Linked DNA regions of Hordeum vulgare: region 2 is linked to region 1. The links are chromatin contacts, called in public Hi-C maps. All regions are on one chromosome and are shown on one strand. Each heading gives the region's core, a stretch centred on a gene start, on an enhancer-like site or on the middle of the called end of the contact. The rest is flanking DNA. Distances are from core to core; before and after follow the strand shown.

What was found. A called contact is a pair of places that touch in the nucleus more often than the background predicts.
Region 2: a contact with region 1 is called in a Hi-C map of leaf, with 2.8 times the contacts expected there. The contact joins the enhancer-like site here to the promoter of LOC123405348 in region 1. A contact is called at or near these places in 2 of 6 Hi-C or Micro-C datasets (leaf and seedling).

Annotation. Positions count from the first base shown.
Region 1 is chr6H:94,882,588-94,888,262 of MorexV3_pseudomolecules_assembly, reverse strand. It overlaps LOC123405348 (probable leucine-rich repeat receptor-like protein kinase At1g35710), which reads right to left and starts at 3,650. Exons shown (of 2, transcript XM_045099072.1): 1 at 1,063-3,650; 2 at 825-994. The coding sequence starts at 3,586. The coding sequence ends at 843.
Region 2 is chr6H:94,995,600-95,000,847 of MorexV3_pseudomolecules_assembly, reverse strand. No RefSeq gene overlaps it. Among protein-coding and RNA genes, the nearest start is that of LOC123405348, 110 kb to the right of the region's middle. Within about 2 kb of position 3,052, at least 3 of the 3 cell types and tissues checked have open chromatin away from gene starts, as enhancers often do. A contact at or near this core is called in leaf and seedling, where this site is marked.

The sequences.
Region 1 (5,675 bases), core at 2,401-4,900:
CTTGATACAGGAATTATAATAATAACTATACATTTATTATTGCCTCTAGGGCATAATTCCAACAGACACGGCACGATCCAAGACGTCGGATCGTGGGCTGTTACCGACTCGGACGTGGGTTCGGCCCACGTCTCTCCACCCAGCCGCCTTTATAAGCAGGCTATCGCCTACCCTAGCCGTCACGAGAATCGGATCACATCTGCCTCACGCGTTCGTTCCTTTCGCTGCTGTTGCCGCCGACGACTCCGTCCTGTTTACCGCGTACACGGTCGACGGGAGAGCAGGCCTCCGAAACCCCGCCTCTCTGGTTCCTGTACGGGAGAGGGGCGATTAGGTTTTTGGGGAGCGATCACGCGACTGCTCGCCTCCGTCCGTCTGCTTCGTCTACGTCCGCGTCGCCCTCGTCATCGCCATGTCTTCACCAAGCGAAGCTGACCGTCTCGTCCGCGAGAAGGCCGAAGCCGAGAAGAAGGCGGCAGAGGATGCCGCCGCCGCCACCGCTGCTGCTACGGCCAATTGGCCGATCGGAGGATATGATATGTTTATCTCTCTCCTGTTTCTGTCTGCACTAGTAGTACTGTCTATATGCGTAGATGTTTCTGCTATATGCGTAGTACTTGCTAGTATACTCCGTGATCAGTATGTCATGAACCTAGTCAATGCCATGTTAGTAATTATTTCATGGATTAATCTATTCGGAAAATTGCCTATTTACTCAACATATACATTGTATATGTACGGTGGCCTATAGTATACAATACGAGATGGATATACGTTTTTCCTTCTATGTTTTGTGGAGGGGGTGTCTACCGAAGCAAAAGTGATAAAGCTATACAACAAACTTATTCAGATATAAAAGTTCGGCATAACAGAAATCGCATGCCAATACATGGCATGCTTGTCTTGAACCTTGAAACAGAATATGTCAAGTCAACTGATACATTCAATACTTGGACAGCTTTCTGTACTTCCAGATATGCATCCCCTTCGTAACCTTCTGTTGCATGGCATCGATGCAACTTAAGAAAGCACATCGCCACAGCTTCCAGAAAAATAACATACCAAACCATAACCACAAACCAAAAACTGTTCCAGCAATCACTGAGTAGTACATCCAAATGGTCTCAAGTTGTTCATGTTGTTCTGTTCCCCCATCTGTTCCATTTTTACATGAAATGTTCAACAGAGAGCCACAAAGTCCCAGGTTGTTGCTATAAATTGATGGGTCATCCAGTGTTCGGAGTTGATTGCCTGTAGGTATCTCTCCGGATAGAAGGTTGTTCGAGAGATTAAGAGAGCTGAGGAATAACAAGTTCGATATGCTAGAAGGAATTGCACCTGATAGTTTGTTCCACGAGAGGTCAAAGGATTCTAACAACTTCAGATTGCCAATGTCCTTCGGGATACCACCAAATAGATGATTTCTTGACATATTTAGAAACTGGATGCCTCTAAGATTTGTCAACTCTGAAGGGATTTCACCAGATAGAGAATTGCTGGAGAGATCAATACCAGTCACAAATGCATCTCTTCCCCGAAATGTATGCTCCCGTCCCTTCCAAACTATGTCCATGCTGCCATTGTAAAAATATCCAAAGGTGGTCGATCGTATGTTGATTGTTAGAACCGGCTGCATCATGTCTGGCTGTCTCATTGAAGGGGAAAATGCAAAACTTTGTGGTATGGTGCCTACCAAGTTATTTTCAGCTAGATCAAGTAACTGCAGATGGGGGAGTTGTGATAGCTGCCACGGAATACTTCCAGAGAACATGTTTGATCGCAGTCCAAGGATCCTCAGCAGACGTTTTCTTTCCCCTATCCACGGAGGAATTGCACCAGAAAACTCATTGTTCCCGAGATCTAAAATAACAAGGTTTTTGAAGTTCTTCATGACTGCTGGAAAGTAACCTGTGAACTTGTTGTTCGACAACTGCAACAATCTTAGGGAAGTACTGTAGTAAGTTGAGGTTGAAACTTCCCCAGAAAAAGCATTGCTTGACAAATCTAAGGATTGTAAATCTTTCAAGTTCCACAAGCAACCAGGAAGCTGCCCAATTAACTTATTATTTGATAGACCCAAGAGTCGCAAATGTTTTAGTTGACAAAAGGCAGACAATGGTTCTGCCAAGAAGCTGCTATTCTCAGCCACCTTAAGAACTGCCAACTTCCTGCTATCAAGATTAGGAATGGTACCTGTAAACTTGTTGCTAGACAAGTCAAGGACAACAAGATTTACCAACAACGCGATGGCTGCAGGAAGCTCACCCTCAAGATGGTTGAAGCTGATGTCAAGGAATTTCAAAGATGTCGCATTACCGATATCTGACGGTATTGTTCCAGTTATGTGATTCTTGTACAAGGACAATAGTTGCAAGTTCCGCATGCTTCCCATCTCCACTGGGATCGAGCCAAAAAAATTGTTGTTGTACAGGGCAAGAAAGACAAGCTCCTTCCACTTGCTGATCTGTGGGGGGATGCTTCCGGTTAACCAGTTGTTGGATACATCAAAACCCTTCATTTTGGTCCAGTTTGCAGAAATATCTTGTGGAATGGAACCATTGATTTTGTTGTTCCCTATGTCAAAATATTGCAAATTCCGCAGTCTGCCATAAGATGGTGGCAAGCTTCCAAACAAATGGTTCCCTTCCAGTAACATGTGTTCAAGACTGGTAAGATTCCCCAGCTCGGGCGGAAGACTAGAAATCAAATCAGTGTTTCCAATGTTGAGCCGCTGTAGCAACTGAAGCTTCCCAAGTGAGGCTGGGATCGACCCACCAAGTGAGTTGTTGTACAGAGAAAGCATTCTCAATCCAGTTATCATCCCAAGCTCTTTGGGGATTCCTCCTGTGAGATTATTTGAGTTGAGATATAGCCACTTGAGCTTTTGGAGCCTTGAGAGTGAGCAGGGTATGGAGCCAGAGAATCCATTAGAGGATAAATTCAGATACCGCAATCTTGGAACCATCTCAGACAATGAATCTGGTAACGGCCCTGAGAAGGAGTTACCCGATAAATCTAGAGACCTCATACTAGGACTGGAGCAGTTGAGGATGAATTGTGGGAAGGTACCATTGAGGTCATTATTAGCTAGAGATAGCAACTTCAAAGTGGACATAGGTGAAAACTTGGCATATTCCGGGTTGGTCAAGTGGTTGTTTCCCAAATCTAACTCAACAATCATTGGAAGCTTACTAAGTTGATAGGGAATGGCACCAGCAAGATTGTTATAGCTCAAGTCCAGAATACTGAGGGAGGACAACATGGAGATATTTGCTGGTACGACGCCAACAAGATTATTGTTGTAAAGATCTAGCAGAGTGAGGTTCTGTAACGCTGCAGAGTAGAAGGCGTGAAGCGTACCATGGAGCCCCGCGTTATGAAGTTGGAGCTCGGTAACATGTCCGGCAGCATCACAGGTGACGCCGAACCAAGAGCATGTAGAGTTGGTAATCGACCAAGAGGACAGCAAGTTGGTGCCAATCAAAGTGGACTTCCATCGGAGTAGTGCTTCTGCTTCCTGGTTGGTCTCCTTGGCTGTGCATACTAGCAAGCAAACGGAAATATGGAAGAATTTCAGCAGCACCATTGCAGCGGGCAGAATGTTTTATGTATTGCCTTTAGAAGTAGGTAATGTGCACATAGATCAAAGTTATCATAGGAGAAAAAAAGGTGAATATATTTCAGTGCCGTCGCAGTCGCGGGGGGTTATATGTGAGGAAAATATCAAACCTAGCAGTAATGAGAGGAAACACTCTTGGCTATCCCAATTCCTAGCCCCACAGGGGTGTGATTGCAGGTAAAGTCATGGCTGATGACTGAGACTGCTGAGAGGATGTATGTGGTTGTAACTGTCTGCTAACACAAAGCCAACCAGCTGCGCGGCTCAAGTCCAACGCCCAAATCAGTCAGTCCATGTCTAGGATTGAATGCCAATTCTTGCCCACAAGCATGGAACCTCCAAAAGTGTAGTGTGAAATAAAAATAAATAGCATAACCCATCTTTGGTTCAGTTCAAGCATGTGGCCGTGAGCTTCTGTACCTAAATCATCCAATTATTGCATATATTCAGACGCTTATTTCACTAGCAAGGGGATGCAACAACAGGCTCGCTCGCTCCTTCCCTTCACTACTTACGGCATCTTGTAGCAACCTTCAGATTGTCAACTGGGCATTTAACTTCTAAATTTATTTTTGAAAACCAAACACAAAATCTGCAGAAAGGAATGGAAACTTCAAACCGAGAAGAGCAGAGGCAATGTGATCACAGCTACTCCCCCCCCTCAGGATCCTCCGACTTGATCGCAGCCTGAGGGCGACAAGGAGGTTCCCTCACGTCTCTGGCTGGGGTACAGCCTCCAGCGCATGTTTTTCGAAATGGCACTTATCCTTACATCTGGGCATGGGCAGCCCGGCCCGGCCGGCCCGACCCGAAAATTCCGGGCCGGGCCAGGCCTGATCGTGCCATCGGGCCGGGCTCGGGCCTGAAAAGTAAGCCCGAAGAGCAGACCAGGCCGGGCTCGGGCTTGCAAAACGTATTTTTTAAGCCTAGATCGGGCCGGGCCTGTCGGGCTTTACCGGGCTTTGCATGTTCGGGCTGGGTTCGGGCCCGACGGCTGGGCCAGGCCGGGCTCGGGCCTAAGTTTTCCCGTTCGGGCTTTTTAAAGCCCGGCCCGAAACCCGGCCCTGCCCGGACTATGCACAGGTTTAGTTATCCTGCATTCATTAAGAAAAAAGAGTTGTTCGATTAATTAGAAAAAACCAAACGAAAACCAGACTGTCCGGTTAAATATGAAGAACCAGGCGAAAACCTTCACAACCGCTGAGCGGCACCTCTGGAGCATGTGGTCACAGCCTCATAGGAGAGAACAATGGTCTGGCTGCCGGAGACGAGGATGGCGCTGAGCTCATGACCCACTATACAAACACGCCTAAGCAAAGCTCTAAAAAATAGTAACCACAACCATGAAACATACATGACTGTAACTCACATAATTCAGACAAACAAAGCCTAATATAAATTCCATTTTGAAAAAAAATATACAAATATGTACAAGTTTGATCTCTCCCATATATTGTAACAAATTGTAATTCAATTCTGTCCACACGCTCGCATGAAGAAATATTGTTTGTTGGTGAAAGAAAACACAAGGAGAAGAGCCATGAACAATACATCTATATCCATTAGGAAAAAGTTTATTTTAAACCCTGAATTCATAGAGGTTCGGCGAATCAAACCCTCAAGTCCAAATCCCTGTCGTTGGCTGATCCCGGTCTAAATCGGACCTTGAGACGCAAAAATGCTAACGGGAGAAATGTCAACGGGGATTCGGCTGGCTGATGGGCTGGATCGGCCCATTTTTTTTTAGACTGCTAAAAAAAGGCTGCCCATGGTCTAAAAAAATAAAAAAAACAAAAAAATGAACACAAAAAGTTTATAAAAGTGAAAAATCTAATAAAAAGGCTGCCCTTTTTCAAAAAGTGAACACAAAATATATTTAAATATTATAAAAATAGTACGTGGTGTTTCAAAATATATTTAAATATTATAAAAATAATACGTGGCATTTTAAAATATATTTAAATATTATAAAAATAGTGCGTATGATTTATGCCCACGGTTTTGGTCCTTTGGGACTTTTCAAATGGATCATCATTCACAAATCACAGTACTACTA
Region 2 (5,248 bases), core at 1,803-4,302, 110 kb before region 1:
AAGACCCGCCATAGGTATGTCTGCCCGACACTACCACGAGATGGACATCACTAGCGGGTCGGCCATGCTGCTCGCCACAGGTAGGGACCTACCAGTGGCGGGCGGGCGCCCGCCACTGATGCCCCATTAGTAGTGGTAGGAGGTCAGTGGCGGGCGGCACAAAGGGGCTCGCTCGCCACTATTGGCCCTTTTTTGCCCGCCACTGCTAGGCATTCCTGTAGTAGGGTAACACCCCAAGCATGTTAGGAGCGCTCAATATGAAACATAACACCAGTATACGGAACTAGGGCGGCAAAGGTGGAACAAAACACCGAGCAAAAGGCCCAGCCTTCCAACTTTTACCAAGTATACATATGCATTAAATTAAATAGCAAGAATATTGTGATATCCCAAAGATATTCTTGTTATCACATGGAACAACCTGCACCTGCAACTAACAACGCTATAAGAGGGAGTTGAGCAAGCGGTAACTTAGTCAAACAATAGTTTGCTAGGATGCAGACAGTTAGAGGCTTATCATGTCATTTTAGGAGGCTTGACAAACAAGTTGTAGGAAGTGAGACATAACAATAGAAACGAGATAGCTAGCATAGCAATGATAGTAGTGGTATCCAGGAAAATAATCATCTTTCCTAAGATCCCGCTTCAAAGTAGAACGAATCCATGAAGTAGACAAACAAGCGTAGTCGAACGAATCCTCACACTTCGAACGGTTTCGGAACTCTAGCGAGAGAAGCAAATCCGGAGACGAACAAGTAACATGGTAAACGCCACAACGTATACATGGCATGATGCACAATCAAGTATGTTGTATGTCTAATTAATTATGCATGGCATGGAAAAGCACAACAATCAAATACTAAATATTAAGTGAAGTTCAATATGCAACGAGTTGCAAATTAACGATACTCCACATTCGAATCATTTAGTTCACTTTTGTTTATTTACACGACAAGTTTATATGTTGTTAAACATAGCAAGAGGTGAAACATAATTACACTATTTATCTAGGCGTTTTTAAATAAGATTGAAAATAACTTATATTATTTCCAAAACAACCCGTATACATATTATAAATTTGGTCCTGTTTTGCATAATCATATTTTACATTTTAAATTAATTAAACAGAAAAATAAAGTGCACCATGTTATTCTACATGTTTTTTTAGACAAGTTACATATCTAAAACATTTGCATCAGAGTTACGGTTATTAAGATATGAAATATACCGTTTTTAACATGGCATTAAGCAAATTTAAGCAAACAGCAATGTTACACATTTTAAACATGGATAAAGTTGAATATTGTTAATCTACACAAAATTGTGAACATTTTTCATATATAATTCATTTTAATCTGATGCATGGTTTGTGAATTATTATATGCATGATCAATAGGGGAGGAAGGAGAGGGAGAGTGGATCTGTGACGGGGCCTCCATGATCCGTCCATTTCCGGCAATTTCGAGGCGCAACCTGAGCTCCTTTGACGACAATGGAGAATCTACGGGAGGAAAAGAGGAGAGAGAAGTTATGGGAGAGGTAGAGAACGGGAGAAGGAGAGAGGCGTGCGGCAACACTCTCCTCGCCTGGTCGCAGAAGGTAGGGCATGGCGACAGCGTCGGCCGACGACGGCATATGCTCTGATGGGGCCGATCGGGAGGAGCGGGATCGGGCGCGGGACGGGAGCTCGGGCACGGGGAGATGCGGGCGCTCCGTTGCAGGGCTGCGCATAGGAGGCGGCGGTGCGGTTCACGTGGCGGCTGGGTTTGGGGCGCATGAGATTTGAGGTGAAGGGAGGTAGGGATCCATTTTAGGAAGGGGAAGGTGTTTAAATAGGGAAGGAGTCTAGGTTTAGGGAGTTTTTGCCCCATTTTGGAGCCGTTCGATCTCGATCGGACGACTCCGAACACGGGGGTACCTAGGTGAGTTGTGGGCTGTGTAGGAGGCTCTTAGGCTGAGACGAGAGAGGAATTGAGCGGCGTGTGACAGAGTTTGTATAAACTGAAAGCATCCAAAGATTTAACCGGTTAGTGCCACTATAGGTTTATCCATTAGGGTATCAAACGACTTCCGAATGCGACAAAATTTGACATGTGGTTTTCTATAATATAATAAGGCCGCACGCCAACTTTCAACCCATTCTGAAAAAGTTGTATACGTATTTTTAAAAGAAATATTTTAATGATGTCGCGGGCGCGTGTTTGTGCGTTTGGTCTTGAAACGATCAACAACGAGAACGGAGAGAACCAGCTACTACGAACGGATGCAACTTCCAAAAAATACTGCGTCGGATTATCGATGCAATATGAATGATGCAATGATGAATACGACAAACAAATGAATCACGCAGCGAAACTCAAAAAACTGAAAGACATCTGGAGCATCGATGTCAAACTGTTACGCTATGTTACAATATTTGTAACACCGAGGCCGTCATTCAGGGCATAACTTCATCCACAAGAGGCGATCACTTCAGTAGACTCGTAATCCGAAGAAGCCACTCTGGAATGAAGGCGATCACTTCAGTAATCGAGAAGTTGTTGCAAGAGTGTTGCCGGCAATAGATGGTACTTTCTGTGTAAAGAAATATAAAAGCGTCTAGATCATTACTATTTTAATGATTTAGATGTTTTTATATTTATTTACGAAAGGAGTAGTACATTGCTATTTCATCTGTTGAAATTTGTCTGAATATATGGTTATAGTTGGACTTGGTAAAATCGATTACTATTTTAATGATTTAGTTGGACTTGGTAACATCTGTCTGGGAAATCGATTGTGACTTTGGAAAAGAAGACGAAAGGAGTGCACAAATTCCCTGTCAACAGAACGCGTGGAACGGGGTCAACATCTTGATTGATCAGACCACATGTATACAGTATAAGATAAGGACACCACACCTCAGACAAACAGATATCACTTTCATATAGCAATTGCCGAATTAAATAAATAAGGCGGCCAATGAATCTGCCCCGTTTTACAGATGAAGACATAACGAGGTCGCATATCTCTTTCCACTCCCATTGTACTAAAAAACAATCAGATTTAAGATTGAAGAGACGGCCTAAGAAATGCGTACCTTTCCCAGAGACTCGTGGCCGTGGCTGCTCTGTCGACCGGCGGCCCCGACGAGGGTTGGCGAATGGGCGCTCGTGCGGGGCGGTGGTGGTAGGCGAGGTGGTGCGGGGCTGTGGTGGGAGGCGGGGCGGAATTATCTCGTGTTTTGGTAGGGGGTGCTCCAACGCCGCGCGGCGGCGGGAGAGGTCGACGGCGGCACTGCCGGCCGCCGAAGCGGGGCGGCGAGGTGCACCGATCGGCAGACAAGCATGAAGAAAGAAGTCAGTAAACTAAGTTGGGCCTTCGGCCTCCCTCAAAAACAGTTGGGCCTTCGGCCAGGCCCAGTGAAGGGGCCACTCTCTCTCACACACACACACAGAGATCGAATTCTGAAGGTTTCTCATAAACAAAAGATCGAATTCTGGATAAAGAAGCTCAGTTCGTTTGCCAGATACCCCCTCCGTCTCAAAATTCTTGTCTTAACTTTTTCTAAAAATTAATGTATCTAAATACTAAAACTTGACTAGATGCATTCATATCTAAACAAATCTACGACAAGAATTGTGAGACGGAGGAAGTATAAGTCTTTCTGGCGATTCTATTAAAAAACTACATACGAATGTATATACATATATTTTAGAGTATAGATTTACTCATTTTACTTTGTATGTAGTCATCTAATGAAATTTTCTAAAAGACTTATATTTAGGAACGGAGGAAGTAGGATAGTGTATAAAAATGTGTTCTTCTAACTGAACGAATAAACATAAAAAGGACAAAACAAACTTCAAGAGGAAGCATGCAAATGTTATACTGTATTTATTTGAAATAAAATGTAAACCAAACAAGAATCAGGAAAAAAACAGAAAATGCACTAAAATCGAAAAACTCGTGTTTCTCAAATATACACTTAGAAGACCGCATGAAATCATGTAAAAACCAGCCTACAGTGAGCGCTATCCTGTAAAAAAAACTAGTGTTGTGGGCAATACAGCGAATCCTATTCCGTGCATAGGGCACAGATTATACGGTTTTTGAGGCGCGGAATAGATGCAAACGCGCCCAGCCCTTTATACACCCTTTCTGCATTTAGATAGTTTGATTGTATTTTTTATTTTTATTTTCTAGTTTTCTAATATTTACCGCTTTATTTTTTTCAGTTTATGATTTATTGGGTTTTCATTTTTTTTCTATTCCAGATTTCTTCTGCGAAAACAAAATCATTGAAACCTATTAACACGAGATCTTGTTTAGAAGATCTATCGAGAAAAATCTAGGGGAAATTTTGTTTTTGCCACTCTAGATTTTGTCAATTTTCCTTATGCCACTATAATTTTTGACATTTCACTTTTTCCACTCTTAGTTTTTAACCATTATCACATTTGTCATTTTCGTGGCAAAAACAAAAATTTCAGAGTGACAATTGTGATAATTCTCAAAAGCTAAGAGTGGCAATAGTGAAATAAAATTATTTTGATTTTTCCACTGAGTGGCAATTGTGATAATTGTCAAAAGCTAAGAGTGACAAAAGTGAAATGTCAAATTCTGAAGTGGCATAATTTTTTTGGCAAAATCTAGAGTGGCAAAAAAAAAATTCCTAAAAAACTAACGGTGAAATTCATGTTTTTTATGCATGAATTAAAAGATAAAATATTTTGAAAAAAAAAATCTAGGAGGAAAAGGGAAAACACTTAGGTTACGACAAGTGACGCATATGCAATACACAATTTGTCAGCACAAAGATGAAAGTGATTTTTATAAGGGGCCCTTTAATTAGTGATTTTGCTAAAAAAAATCATATAAAAATATCGCCCAAGCACGACTGAGCCAGTCGGTATTAGGGTCGGACTACGGCCGATGCATTGCTATGGGTAATATGACAAAATTCATTTCATGCATAGGGCACGTCCGCGGACGCATCCGGACGGCTCCTCATATTTCGTTCCGTGCATCCACATACCTCATATCCGGACTCTAAAATCCATACAAAGCCATGCACGTAGATCATCCAAAAATAAAAGGTTGCATGTATAATAGATGTTGGTACCGAACATAAAAAGGGTTTACATCAATTTTATTTGAAGTGAATGATCGATCGTCTGCTCTTTGATTTCTATTATGGGTCCATGTCTAGACCATCAGATCATTGAGTAGTTGTGTGTGCACGTGATGATCTCGGAGATTCTGATGC